5 separate regions of the Sus scrofa genome follow, and regions 1, 2, 3 and 5 are each linked to region 4. Evidence: chromatin contacts called from public HiChIP or PLAC-seq data. All regions are on one chromosome and are shown on one strand. The core of a region is the stretch at or near the end of the contact, and the rest is flanking DNA. Distances in the headings are between cores, read along the strand shown.

Region 1 (2,700 bases), core at 95-2,594, 290 kb before region 4:
TGTGCCATAGCAGGAGCTCCTGTGTTTTGGTTTTGAGAAAATTGCAGCAGCATGGATTGGCTAACACATTATATCACATTCTGGAAGTTTTTTTGTGTTCTTTTGTTCATTGGCAGTAATACAGCTAAATTTTTTTTAAGTTGATTTTTTTATCTGAGCCGCTTGGTAAGGTATTTTAAATACAGTACCCTAGTTCCAGTATAGTAACTTCTAAAGAAACTTGGAATCTTGATGTATTATGTAGTTGAATCTTACAGTGTTATTTTATCTCAGTATCTCAGTTCTTAGTTCTTACTCTTTACTGGAAGAACTTCAGAACACTCCCTGAGAGCATACATTCATACCTGCATCAGCATCTCCTCTTCATACTGCCATTGCCTGTAAAATATTTTCCTCAAAAAATGGTCAACAGTTAACGGTAGTGTATTCCTAACCCAGGGTTGTTGTCAGTTGCTCAGAGGGCCCACATACTGATACAGTGGCAGACGGGCACTGCTGGTCCGTGAACACTAGGGCTTGCGGCCATTGAGTGCACTGGTGGTCTTTCCTGGGTCAAATGTGTTTGCTATACTGTGACATTCTTTCTGCCATTTATTTTATGTTCTAGTGAATAGTTTTGACCCATGAAAGGATGCAACTTGTACAAAGAAACAATATTGTGTATTATGGCAAAAAAGAAGTTCTATGAGTTGACAAGGTGCTTTCAGAAAGTGATCTGAGGAGTTCCCTTGTGACACAGTGGGTTAAGGATATGATGTTGTTACTGCACTGGCTGCTGTGACATGAGTTTGATCCTTGGCTTGGGAACTTTCACATGCTGCAGGTACAGCCAAAAAGAAAAGAAAGTGATCCAAAAAAGAGGTATGGAAATCAGCAGGCAGTTAGGGTTAATCAAGTTCCTTGTATTGTGAAAAGTGTTGTAAACAGCAGGGCAGCCTGACAAGTTGGACCATTCATTGTTTAAAGAACAGGTGGAAGAAACAATAGTTTGAAGTCTTGCTTTAACATCAGAGGTTTCGAAGAGGACTGTTGAGCAAGCGAGTTGCCTGTGGATAATGCCTAATAAATTCACATAGGAGCTCTACTTTAATGCCCTCTCAGGTGAGAAAGGCACTCCTGATTGGCCAGCGTGCACAGTAGGACTAGTCAGCAGTACTGACCTCAAGGCTGAAGGTGGGCACTGAATTTCCTTCCCTTGTAAAAATTACAGTACCCCTCCCTAGAGGCAGGAATGTTATTGCTGCTTTAGAAAGTTGTGGGTTTTTTCCCTCTTTAGTGAACTGGAGGTCCCATGATCTGTTACCATAGAAATTTATTTAGCAAGCTTTATGAAGCAGTGGTGCCAGGAGTTTAGGGAATGCAAAGTTGAGGAAGTTCCTTGCCCTTGAGAAGCTTATAGTACTGGGATAAGGTATGATATGGACTGGTTATTGTTTAAGTGGTGTCAAAAAGGTGCAAAGTGTGTCGTATAAAAGATATTTTGACAGAGATGGGAGAAGGGGCTAACATCTTTTTGGGGTGTTATTATTTTCTTTTTTGGCTCCCTGGTGGCATATGGGGTTCCTGGGTCAGGGATCAGATCCAAGCCACAGTTGCAACCTATTCTGCAGCTGTGGCGACACTGGATTCTTAACTCACCGTGCTGGGTGGGGAATCAAACCTTCATCCCATTGCTCTAGAGATGCCACCAATCCTGTTGTGCCACAGCGAGAACTCCTAGAGTGTTATTATGAGAAGTGGTTTTTGTGGAATAATTTTTGTGGAAGTAGAGGTCAGGGAATGAGTGATTTCTGAATGCTTACTCATATATCATATTGGTAGTGTAAGACTTGGTCAGACTTAAAATATTTTAGTTTTTAATCAGGGAAAGGCCCAGTGTGAAATAAGAAAATAACCCTGAACTTTCCTTTTCAAATCCCTTTCTAAGTCTTTATCTTTAGTACTGCTTCCTCCTAAAGCTGTTTGATTTTGGTGAGGTTCCCACCAACTCTTCCTCTTTGAGAGTAATAGAAGCAAAGAATGAGCCACAGTGATCTGTGGGTTGTTATAGCTGGGATTGTGGGCAGGCTCAATGAGCCCTGCCTGGAATTGGGGTGAGCAGCAGTCAGGACATGGGGATGCAAGGGAAACTGTTAACTTGTGTCCATAAGCATCTAGCTTGTCAAGAATTACAGTGTATCCTAAATGTGCCCCAAACTTTTTACTTTATCTGTTGAGCTCCTCTAATTTGCTCTTTAATTGCTGAGGGAGATTATTAGGCTGAGTGCTTATGTGTTTGTCATTTGCTATTTTTATGTATTAAAATTTTTATAACCCCAGCATGTTAAACACTAGTTTTCCCCTATATTGACTATTGCAGAATGTTAACTTGCGATTATTACATTTTCTTTGGCCAGTTATATTCTCAAACCTGGTAGGAGTCCTGTACAAATTTCTATTGATGTGAATTCCAGCGAGATTCAGGGGCCAGCCCCTGACTTTTTTTTTTAAGTTTTATTGAAGTGTAGTGAATTTACAAGTTTGCGATAATTTCTGTTGTACAGGAAAGTGACCCAGTCATGCATATATATACATAGCCATTCTCTATCAGATTCTTTTCCCACATGGAATATCACAGAATACTGGGTGGAGTTTTCTGTGCTATGCAGCAGGTCCCCATTGGTCCATCATTCCATGTACCTCAGTGTGCCACAGCCACAG
Region 2 (2,700 bases), core at 160-2,659, 460 kb before region 4:
AGCCCACCATCAAAATACCTTTCATTTCCAACCTCCATTCACAACCACCAGCCAAGCTTTTCAGATGCCAATGCCCAAGCAAACCTACAGCTTGAAAACTACAAGGACAAGATCCAAGCCAAGTATTTCTGGGTTCAGAGACCTCCCTTTAGAGAATCAAATGGAAGTCACCACAGACAGCCTGTTAAAGTGTCTGGGGACTGGGCCACCTGACCAAGCTGGAAGCACCCCATCAAATGGGGAAGGCAGAATCATGTCTCCTGTGTGAGGTGAGGCAATTTGGGCCAGAGAGTCTGAGGCACCCTGTAACCAACCCCTCCACTCTGGTCACACTGGGGTTCTGCCAACCTCATATCCAACACTGTCTCTGAGCTGGTGGTGCGGCATGAAGCTGCAGGTGGGCTCTGCTGTGTGCTCTGGCGCCCTCTAGCAACCATCTGCTCTAACAACTCTCAGCCCTTCTTCCAGTCTCCCTCCCCAGTCCCGGTGCTATGCTGGCCTTAAGTACCTGCCAGGCTGATTTAGCTCCTCCTCTCCCTTAAGCATAATGAAGTGCCCTACAGAAGTGGGTATTTCTTTCTGTCTTTTTTTTTTTTTTTTTTTTTTGTCTTCTTGTCTTTTCTAGGGCCTCATCCGTGGCATATGGAGGTTCCCAGGCTAGGGGTCTAATCAGAGCTGTAGCTACTGAGCCACATCTGTGACCTACACCACAGCTCACGGCAACACCAGATCCTTAACTGAAGTGGGTATTTCTCTCTCAGAGTCTCCCAGGGCACTCATCACTCCCTACTCAAGCCCATTACTTTAAGTTAATCAGCCACTTTATGTCATGTGACCAGCTTTAAATTAAACAGTCGTCTTTAATTCATGTGACCTGGTTTTAGGTCAGATTCCACCAGCAGGGGTCAAAGACAGAAGGTAGAAGCTCAGATGGAAAAAGGACAAACTTTGGGGAGGATTCTCAAGAAAAAGGACACAGGGTTGAGCAAAGGCTGCCCACCAAAGTACCACCACTTCTACACACTCCACTTTCAAGACCACCACGCCCAGTTTCCAGATGCCAGTGCTCACACAAACCTGCAGCTTGAAAACTGCAAGGATAAGAGTCAAGACAGGTATTACTGGGTAGATTCCTGCCTCTGGAGAATCAAAACGCAGTCAGACCCTGCACAGCCTCTTAAAATGTCTCTCCACTCGGCCATAAGACCATGCTGGAAGTGCCCCATCAAATGAGAAAGCAGAACTAGTTGCCTCTGTCAGGCGAGGCAGTTTGGACTGGAGAGTCAAGGGTGGCTGTGTAACCTACCCTTCTCTCAGGGCACATCAAAGAGATCTGCCAAGCCCATCCCCAACTCTGTCTTTGCACCTGGAGGTGGCGCCAGAGAGCTGCAGATGGGCTCAGAGGGTGCTCTGGTGCCCTCTAGTGGCTGTCCCCTCTAACACCAACACTCAGCCCTTCCTCTTGCCTCGCTCTCCTGCCAGGGGCTGTGCTGTCCTTGAGCACTTGCCAGCCTGTTTTCCTTCCTCCTCACCCTCTAAGCACAGTAAGGTGCCCTACAGAGGGATGTATTTCTCTCTCAAAGTCTCCGAGGTCAGGAGTTCCCGTCGTGGCGCAGTGGTTAAGGAATCCGACTAGGAACCATGAGGTTGAGGGTTCGGTCCCTGCCCTTGCTCAGTGGGTTAACGATCCGGCGTTGCCGTGAGCTGTGGTGTAGGTTGCAGACGCGGCTCGGATCCCGCGTTGCTGTGGCTCTGGCTTAGGCCGGTGGCTACAGCTCCGATTCGACCCCTAGCCTGGGAACTTCCATATGCCGCGGGAGCGGCCCAAGAAATAACAAAAAGACAAATAAATAAATAAATAAATAAAATTAAAAAAGAAAAAAAGTCTCCGAGGTCAATGACCCCTTCCTGCACAACACTACAACTTTAAATCTGTCTGCCGCCTGCCTCCTGCAGAATCAAGAAAGCCAACTTTAATTCAATCACCCTCCCTTAATTTACATGACATGGCATTAGGTCAGGCCCCCATAAAAGGAGGAAGAAGCTCAGATGGAAAAGGAGGAAGGAAGTTTGTGGAGAACTCTCAAGAGAAAAAGCAAAGTAATGAGAACGGCCAGTGCACCAAAACATCATTGCTTTTCTCATTCCGTTCAGGACCATCAGCCCTTTTTTCCAGATGCCAACCCAGACAGAAACCCGTAGCTTAAGAAAATGCAAGTCCTACATTGAAGCCGAGTATTTCTAGGTCCAGAATCCTTCCTCTGAAGAAACAAAGTCAATAAAATCCCTAACTGTTAAACTGTCTGGCCACCAGGCCACATGGCCAGGCTGGAAGTCCCCATCAGGATGCTTAAGGGACAACTACATCTCCTCTGTGAAGTGAGGCAATTTGGGCTGGAGAGTCAGAGGTGCCTTGTAATCAACTCTTCATCTCTGGACACATCCTGCACCACAGGGTGGACGCATTTTCGGTTGTCGTTTGTTTGTTTTTGGTTTGGTTTTGTTTCTGGCCACACCTGCAGCATACAGAAGTTCCCAGGCCAAAGACTGAATCTGAGCCACAGCTGCAACCTATGTTGCCAACCAGTTGCAGCAACACGGGATCTTTAACCCACTGTGCCAGGCCAAAGATCCAACCAGTGCTGCCACAGAGACAAGATGGATCATTAACCCACTGTGCCACGGTGGAAACACCTTTTT
Region 3 (2,700 bases), core at 17-2,516, 310 kb before region 4:
TTGGTGGCATCTTGGGAGCCCTAGGACACAGGTTCAATCCCAGGGCTGGCACAGTGGGTTAAGGATCCAGTGTTGCTGCAGCTGTGGCTTAGGTTGCAACTGGGGCTTGGATCTGATCCTTGGCCCTGGAACTCCAAATGCCAGGAGTGGTCAAAAAAGACTAAGTAAATAAATAAAATTGTAGAAAATCAGTGGAAAAATACACTATCAGATGGGTGGAAGAAAGCTCGCTTCATCAGCATTGGAGCAATTAAAAAAATCACAAGAGACTAGCATGACAGATTGAATAAAACAAAAAAAGAACAATGGACTGTCACTTTGGATCACTGACAACATAGGAACAATATAACATAAAAAAATGCTTATTCGAAGTTAGAAGAGGTTCAAGTCCCCAAAAGATGAATAGACATGAACAGATCATTTATAGAAGGGAAATACAGATAGTAAATGCAGGGATAAACATTTACTGAGAAATACTGAAGTAACCTTGAACTACCAACAGACACTGCTAAAATAGGGGAGAAAAAAGATGGTACCCAAGGCTTAGAAATGTGTATTAAACTCTTTACACTTGTTCCTGGGAGGTGGAGAATGAGTAGGGCAGCAGCTCTTTGGTAAGTCCTCTGGCACTGTGGGGCAAGCCCACCTCGCCCTTCCTTGCTTAGCCTTTCATCTGGGTATTTAACTGCCAGGAATCTATCCCAAAGGCAGAACTAAGGGATGTGTTAGTAAACAATTGTAAGGAACCAAAATAGGCAATGGTAGGAGACTGACTGAATGGATGAAGATATCTGCACACATTAAAAATGCATCATGTGAACAAAAGAAAAATGTTAGTGATGGTAGCAAACACAAAAGACAATGTGTGGTTGCTACTATGTAAAGACGTGTAGGTGGGTGGAAGGTTTAATGTGTGAAAAGTTTCATGTATTATGGATACTACTTTACTCTTTTTGCATTTTTCTTCCTCCCTGGCTGTCATATTGTCTTTTCAGGGGCAGTTAAAATATCCAGCCAGCAGCGTGCCTGTGAGCAACTCTGTAAAGTGGGGTATTATTTCCCAGCGCAGACTTGAACCGCATTTGGCACCCCTGAATTCCTTGCGGTGGGGATGACTCCTCCACCTTGAAAGGCAGCAGTGATCAGCGCCCATCGGAGCCCTCCTCTCAGGACCGGGAGTCCGAGCACTCCCAGGTCTCCGAGGCTCGGGCACTTCCTTCTCTCTTCCAGAGCAGGTGGGGACGGGCGAGTGTCCCACCAGCACCTGTGTTCGGTGGGTAAGGGGCGAACGAGCTCGGAGAAGTAAACCGCAAGTGGGCACCTCGGGTTGCGGGGCCGGTTCATAGTCACTAAGGAGCTACTGTCTCGACCCCGGGGCCCTGCTCTCCCGCCCGATTTAGACAGCCGTCTCTTGCCACCTCGCCAGGGCCCCGAGCGGCAGGAAAACTCGGATTTACAGGGCGCCTCCTGCGGAAGCCTAGAAATACCGGGTGCGCCGCGGGGCTCCGGTCTGACTTCGCAGTCAGGGGGCAGTTAGGTGCCCTCCCAGGTCTCAAGGGTGCGCCAGATCCCGGACGTGGGCCAGGCGGGCGGACGCAGCCTTCTCCCGCGGCGACACGCGCCTAACTGGGCTCAGGCCGCCGCTCGGTGCGTTCCTGCGCTAATGCCATCTTGCCAGAGGCTGTCACGTGCGGACGACAGCATCGCGCTTCGCCCCGGCCCGAACGCCAAAACCGACATCGGGACGCCACCTGGTTCCCGGGGTTCCATCCAACCCGAGGTGAGGTGAGGGGGCCCTTCCCTCGTGGGTCCGAGCAGGGGCAGCGTGGGCGCTGGGTCCTGGGAGGCGCGTTTCTCCGTCGGGGCCCCAACGCGCCGGGCTGTAGCGCCGTCGGGGGCGGGAGGCGCCACCGCGTGCCCTGTGCCACGGCCCAGGGGGTGTCCAGGGCAAGTTGTGGGCTGGAGCATGCCGGGCGGCGGCGGCGGGTGGCTCTGGACCCCCAGGACTTAAGTCTGCAGTCGCCTCGCCTCCGGCACAGGTCCCGCGGGGCGGGCAGACGCGCGGGAGGGCTTGGAGAGGCCGGGCCGGGGGGCGCCACACGCGCGGCGCGAGGGGCGCCGGCTGCCGGGAGGAGCGCGGATGGTGGGGGGGGCGCGGGCGCATGCGCCCTGCGCCCGTGCCATATTGGAATGAGTCGGAGTGCGGAGCGCCGCGGCCGCCGCCTCCGCCGGAGCGCGGGTGGAGGGGGGCGGGGAGAGCTGCCTGCCGCCCCGCTCCGCGGAGCCCAGCAGGAAGGAGGGCGCGAGCGGGCGAGCGCAGGCGGCGCGAACGGAAAAAGCGTCCGCGCGGGCGAACGAAAAGAAGGAAAGAAAGAAAGAAAACGAGCGCGAGAGGGGAAAAGCGAGCTATTGAGAGAGCGAGCGCGCGAAAACTCCCGGCAGGTAAAAAAGCGGGGCTGCCGGCTGGGCCTTCCCGCGCGGCGGCCTGAAGGGGCGGCGGCGGCGCGGGGACTGGGGACTGCCTGCTGGCCCCTTCTAGGCGGCCGCGCAACTTTGCCAACGAAAATCCGCCGGGAGCCGGCGGCCGGCGGGCGCGCGGGCTGAGGCGCCAACGGGCGGCGGCGGCACGTTGGGGGCGGGGGCGGGGCGGGGGGAGCGCGACGCCCGCGCGCGGCCTGGCGCGCCCCCGAGGCCCCGCGC
Region 4 (2,700 bases), core at 151-2,650:
GTACTGATTGTTAAGAATTTTGAGCATCAGTAATCTATTTGGGAAACTAATTTGGAAGAATTTTTGAAATTTCCTTGTCAAGCCTTTAAAACAAAATCAGCATAGTGTTGGATCTGGAACTTGTATTATTAAAGGACAGGATACTAAAAAGAGAGCAAGAAGGCTTTGAATGGCAGTAACTCCTGGGAGATCTCAGACAGGAAATAAGCCTGGTGAGTGTTTAATCTGTTTCCATGTTCAGAGTCTGTTGGTCAAAGAAGTGCTCTCTCTTTTATTTTCTTTTTTCTTTTTATGGCTGCACCTGTGGCATATGGAAGTTCCAAGCCAGGGGTCGAATTGGAGCTGCAGCTGCCGGCCTACATCACAGCCACAGAAATGCAGGATCCGAACTGCATCTGCAACCTACACTGTACCTTTGGGCAACGCCAGGTCCTTAACCCTTTGATCGAGGTCGTGGAGCAAACCTGCATCCTCATGGGTACTAGTCAGGTTCTTAACCCACTAAACCACAACGGGAACTCTAAAGACGTGCTCTCTTCTCAAGAACAGAGGGGAGGAAGTCAGGAGAATGGTGATGCCTTGGACTAAGGGCCATGATTATTCCTATTCCTAACATTCTTACTTTGATTGTCAGAAGGGCATTATCTCTTTGCAGCTGAGGAGTCTGAAGCTCAGCAGGGTTAAGTAATTTGCCCAAGGTCACAGGGCTGGTAGACCTAGAGCTGAGATATGAGCCAAGGTATCAGACACGAATGATGATGAATATGCTGTCTGAGTTCCTTCTAGGTTGGCCCTTGCTGGGTTATCTTCCGTACCCAGTGCAAAGCCCTCTTCTGTTTAGGCCAGCCCACTATAAACAGCCTCTGGGGCTGATCACTTTTTCAGGCCCTTCAGTGAGGAGAGCTTCTTTGAGTCCATTGGAGCCAGGGAAACCACAAGAGGAAGGCCATCCCATCCCTGCTCACTGGTTATCTTCTGACTGCAGCATCGCCCAGGTACATTACATAGTCCTAAGAGAAAAGGTGGATATGTCTACATCTGGCAAGCCTAATACAGTAAACCTCATAAATGCCAGCTCAGTTTATTTCTAGGGCAGCACTGGCGTAAGTTACACTTTTCACGCTTCCTTTGATAATTAAAAGAATTTTATTTGCTTCATTAAGGAATGAATTTTTCAGGCGCTCTTATAGACAGTGGGTGACGTAGTTAATATCTTTCTTAGTCTTTTAAATAAGACTTCCAAAGGGCTTCCGCTAGGCAACACTTTGTTTCTTCTACTGTGTTAATAATGCACCAAACAGCATGGCCAGATATTTGCTTTACTTGCTGATCCTTCCTTGGTTTCCAGTTTGTCATAGTAGCTTACCTTTCCACCTAGGGATGATATAGGGGCACCATCTGGTGGCTGAATAAGTAATTGTAAGGTTTTCAACCCCATATTTGCTTCTCTGTGTAATAATACCATAGGAATAATTATCTACTTTTCTGTATTCCAGTTTTTGATGTTATTTCTTGAAGTATGTTATTTTTTTTTTAAAAAAAGGGAAGCTTCCTTCCCTTGAAATGAAGTTTTTTCTTTCACAACAGTCTGTGATTTAGTTGTTTCACTAATTAAGAAGATCCTCTTTATTTTACAAAGTTGTAGGGTTTGTGTGTATAGTATCAAATAATCCTTTAAAGCATTTAATAGTGCTTTAAATGAGCAGGCAGAGATTACTTTTTTTAGGTGATATTCTGTCTAGTTTAAAATGCTAGTATTGCTTATGGTACCAGCCTTCTGCTTAGAGATTGAAACACCAGAACTATTTGTCCACTCTCCTCTGGAAAGGAAATACCATAGCTGAGATGTTTCAGAGCTTTATAAAACTTCACTTTAAAGTTCCTCAGGCTTCACTTATGAACTTCAAGGGTGACCTGGGACACCATTTGGGTAGAGTAACTTCAATTTTTATATTCATTTGTTCTAGTGTTAAATTGAACCTAGGTGCACATTGTATCTAGACACTGCATCTAAGATTCTTTTGTGTATTACATTCTGGTTGTGTTGTCATGTGGAATTTTGTTTTTCCAAACATAAATAGGAAAGGAAACTCACCCATTGTCTCTCTGAGGATGAGTTAAGTTCTTCTACAAGTTCAACTGATAAATCAGATGGGGATTCCAGGGAACAGTAAGTTCTTATTTTTCTATCTCCCTTCATAAACTGTTTGTTTGAATTAATCCTAAATATACATTTATAATAGAATTCAGACCTGCAGTACTGTCATTGATAATGTTGTAAATGGTATATGCTAGAGCTAAAAGTCTCTTCTACTGAACACATCTGTTTTTCAGTCAGAATTCTCATAAAGTATCTTCTTAGCTCTGTGTTTATAGTTTTCATCAGTAGAAACAGTTTGGCCATTATTTCTTCAAGTATATTTTTGGACCCCTTCTTGCCCTCTTGAGGATGTGACAAACATGTAAATTAGATTGCTTAAAGTTGTCCCATATCTCACTGATGATGTTCATTTTTTAGACCTTTTTTTCTCTGTTTTTTGTAGATTCTATTGCTGTATCGTTATTTGTTAGTCTTTTTCAGGCTCTACCTGCAACGTTTGGAAGTTCCCAGGCTAGGGGTCAGATACAAGCCATAGGCAGCAGTGTACACCACAGCAACACCAGATCTGAGCCATGTCTCCAACCTACACCACAGCTTGT
Region 5 (2,700 bases), core at 80-2,579, 370 kb before region 4:
AGTGTAATTCAAGGGCAGTGGAGCCTAATGAAAGGTTTTTGAACAGTACCATGATCTAACTGCTTGTGTTGAGGAGCTTCCCATCTGCTACAGATTTATCATGTCTCATTTTGTCTCATTCAGTCCTTATACCAGCTTCAGGAGGTAGGACTTCTTATCCCATTTTGCAGTTGAGAAAACTGAAGCTTAGCAAAATTAAGTGTCTTGACCATGTCCTTCACACTCTGTAAATGAGGAGCTGTAGTTCGATCCCCTGTCTCTGTGCTGGACTCGAAAGCCTGAACCCTACCACAAGGAGGCTGGAAAAGGTTAGAAAAGGTTAGAAGTGAGGAAGAGCACAAGGAGGCAGTACCATGGTGATGAGGACAGTGGGCTGGTGGGTGAAAATGGGACCGTGGACAAAGCCAGGGCAATCGACAGCTCTGGAGTGAGAGGGAGAGGAAGGAGCACCGCTTAGGGTGTGGTGGTGATGGGAGAGCAGGGGGCAAGACCGTGGCCCCAGTGACTCTCATCAATGTGGTAAATATGCATCTGGTTGGACCATTCTGGGTCAGAAGCATTTAGGAAGTGAACGAGTGATTCAGGTTAAAGCACAGTGAGCCCCTGAGCTCCAGTTCCAGACCTTCTCCAGAGGTACTGCCCATCCCCTTTCCCCATCCATACCTCAGTTTCTCCATCAGTACAGGAAGGTAGTGGAATGGCTTGTGCATCAGGGGATCCTGAAGAAATTCACAGCCATGTAGACCAGCTCAGCAGTACCAACTTAGCTCTTGTGGAAGAGACAGCGTCTTTTGACCTTTCCAAATGACAGATCCATTCAGAACAGTAAAAGCCCAAAGAATGTGTTTCATTTTCTAGCACTTAGCAGATGCCTCTGAGAAGAAACCCAGCCTCCTGTCAGACTTCCTACCTCTTATGTCCTTATTGAGCATTTTGGAGTTAGTGAGCAGGGTGGCCATTCCTTCCAAACCATGGGTCTGATTAAATTGGAGGCACTAGGAGAAAGGAATGCTCAAGTATGAGCTTTCAGATCAGATATCCTGTCATGATTTCATTCTCCTAGAGAACTTTTTTTTTTTTTTAAGGAGCTCGGTCACATTTCCAAACCAGTTCACAACCTACTGGCATGTAGGCTTCACAACAGCCTTGTTGGCCCACCATAACTGTTCATTTCCTTTAGAAAGAGCATGGTTACTTTTCAGACCTACCCCACCCCTCAGAGGACCACCTGGCATGGAACGGGCAGTGTGAGAGAGGGAAGATGCTGTGTTCTGGCTCCCCCCAAAGCCAGCTATGGGCAGGATCAGTGTATGAGGATGATATGGTTCACAGTGCCCCCTAGTGGTGTAGGGAGGTCCAGCGCTCTTTGTTCTGGAAAAAGGAAATGTCCAGTTTCCTTCTGACTGGGGAAAATTTGCTCCTGGACTAGAGCTACCCCCGGCATCGGCTCCAGGTCCAGTGATGTGTTGAAGGCAGTGTGGTTTGGGAAGAAGGTTCAGAACTTTCCTCCAAATCTGGCAGAAAGGTTCTGAAACCAAGGGGTGAGAAGATTTGGGGACTGGAAACGACCCTTGCTTTCAAGGGTACTCTAGACTTGCCCTGTCCTAAACGGTACACACCAGCCACATGTGGCTACAGAGCATTTGGAATTGAGATGAGCTGTAAGTGCACTCAATACACACAGGATTTCAAAGAATTAATATAGAAAAATAATGTGGGGAGTTCCCGTCGTGGCGTAGTGGTTAATGAATCCGACTAGGAACCATGAGGTTGCGGGTTCGGTCCCTGCCCTTGCTCAGTGGGTTAACGATCTGGCATTGCCGTGAGCTGTGGTGTAGGTTGCAGATGCGGCTCGGATCCCGCGTTGCTGTGGCTCTGGCGTAGGCCGGTGGCTACAGCTCCGATTCGACCCCTAGCCTGGGAACCTCCATATGCCGCGGGAGCGGCCCAAGAAATAGCAACAATAACAACAACAACAATAACAAAAAGACAAAAAAGACAAAAAAAAAAAAAAAGAAAAAGAATGTGAAATTCTTCCAGTATTTCTTTTCATGTTACAATGATAATATTTGAGGTTAAATCAAGTATATTAAAATTAATGTTACCCGAAGTTCCCGTCGTGGCTCAGTGGTTAACGAATCCGACTAGGAACCATGAGGTTGCAGGTTCGATCCCTGGCCTTGCTCAGTGGGTTAAGGATCCAGCGTTGCTGTGAGCTGTGGTGTAGGTTGCAGATGCGGCTCGGATCCCACATTGCTATGACTCTGTCATAGGCTGGGCGGCTATAGCTCCGATTCGACCCCTAACCTGGGAACTTCCATGTGCCCCAGGAGCGGCCCAAGAAATGGCAAAAAAGAAGAAAAAATTAAATTAAATTAATTTTACCTGTTTCTTTTTACTGTTCATTGTAGGCTGCTAGAAAATTTAAAATTATGTATGTGGCCTGATTATATTTCTACTGAATAGCATTGCTCTGAACAGATGGGCTTTGGGCCAAGAGCAGGGGCCCATGTGACTAGGACAGGTTCCAGGCCTGGCCTTGGACCACCTTCCATAGGTAAAGTCGACCTTTTGGAGAGGTGGGATGAGCTTGGCCCAGTGATTCATTCTTTCCTCCTAAAGAACCCCCTGAAATCACATCTTTCAAAAGTCATCACTGAGTTAATAAGAATATTTCAAAATGCAAGTATCCTGAGATTA

Evidence for each region. HiChIP or PLAC-seq counts read pairs in DNA pulled down with a chosen protein or histone mark.
Region 1: a contact with region 4 is called in an H3K27ac HiChIP or PLAC-seq map of alveolar macrophages. The contact joins two enhancer-like sites. A contact is called at or near these places in 1 of 47 Hi-C or Micro-C datasets (embryonic fibroblasts) and 1 of 2 datasets of contacts at active chromatin or transcription factors (alveolar macrophages).
Region 2: a contact with region 4 is called in an H3K27ac HiChIP or PLAC-seq map of alveolar macrophages. The contact joins two enhancer-like sites. A contact is called at or near these places in 2 of 47 Hi-C or Micro-C datasets (embryonic fibroblasts and retroperitoneal adipose tissue) and 1 of 2 datasets of contacts at active chromatin or transcription factors (alveolar macrophages).
Region 3: an H3K27ac HiChIP or PLAC-seq map of alveolar macrophages shows a contact between it and region 4. The contact joins the promoter of SFMBT1 here to the enhancer-like site in region 4. A contact is called at or near these places in 1 of 5 promoter capture datasets (liver), 26 of 47 Hi-C or Micro-C datasets (adipocytes, adipose tissue, alveolar macrophages and 17 more) and 2 of 2 datasets of contacts at active chromatin or transcription factors (alveolar macrophages and skeletal muscle).
Region 5: a contact with region 4 is called in an H3K27ac HiChIP or PLAC-seq map of alveolar macrophages. The contact joins two enhancer-like sites. A contact is called at or near these places in 1 of 47 Hi-C or Micro-C datasets (embryonic fibroblasts) and 1 of 2 datasets of contacts at active chromatin or transcription factors (alveolar macrophages).

The regions. Positions count from the first base shown.
Region 1 is chr13:35,156,110-35,158,809 of Sscrofa11.1, reverse strand. All of the region lies in intron 1 of SFMBT1 (scm-like with four MBT domains protein 1), which reads left to right. Among named protein-coding and RNA genes, the nearest start is that of SFMBT1, 24 kb to the left of the region's middle. Within about 2 kb of position 1,344, at least 2 of the 83 cell types and tissues checked have an H3K27ac peak or open chromatin away from gene starts, as enhancers often do. A contact at or near this core is called in alveolar macrophages, where this site is marked.
Region 2 is chr13:35,326,675-35,329,374 of Sscrofa11.1, reverse strand. No RefSeq gene overlaps it. Among named protein-coding and RNA genes, the nearest start is that of PRKCD, 37 kb to the right of the region's middle. Within about 2 kb of position 1,409, at least 8 of the 83 cell types and tissues checked have an H3K27ac peak or open chromatin away from gene starts, as enhancers often do. A contact at or near this core is called in alveolar macrophages, where this site is marked.
Region 3 is chr13:35,179,640-35,182,339 of Sscrofa11.1, reverse strand. It overlaps SFMBT1 (scm-like with four MBT domains protein 1), which reads left to right and starts at 1,266. Exons shown (of 22, transcript XM_021068955.1): 1 at 1,266-1,780.
Region 4 is chr13:34,865,336-34,868,035 of Sscrofa11.1, reverse strand. NEK4 (serine/threonine-protein kinase Nek4) reads left to right here. Exons shown (of 18, transcript XM_021068940.1): 13 at 886-995; 14 at 2,082-2,170. Among named protein-coding and RNA genes, the nearest start is that of ITIH1, 26 kb to the left of the region's middle. Within about 2 kb of position 1,400, at least 1 of the 83 cell types and tissues checked has an H3K27ac peak or open chromatin away from gene starts, as enhancers often do. A contact at or near this core is called in alveolar macrophages, where this site is marked.
Region 5 is chr13:35,233,915-35,236,614 of Sscrofa11.1, reverse strand. The region is part of intron 6 of RFT1 (protein RFT1 homolog); the gene reads left to right. Among named protein-coding and RNA genes, the nearest start is that of RFT1, 23 kb to the left of the region's middle. Within about 2 kb of position 1,329, at least 12 of the 83 cell types and tissues checked have an H3K27ac peak or open chromatin away from gene starts, as enhancers often do. A contact at or near this core is called in alveolar macrophages, where this site is marked.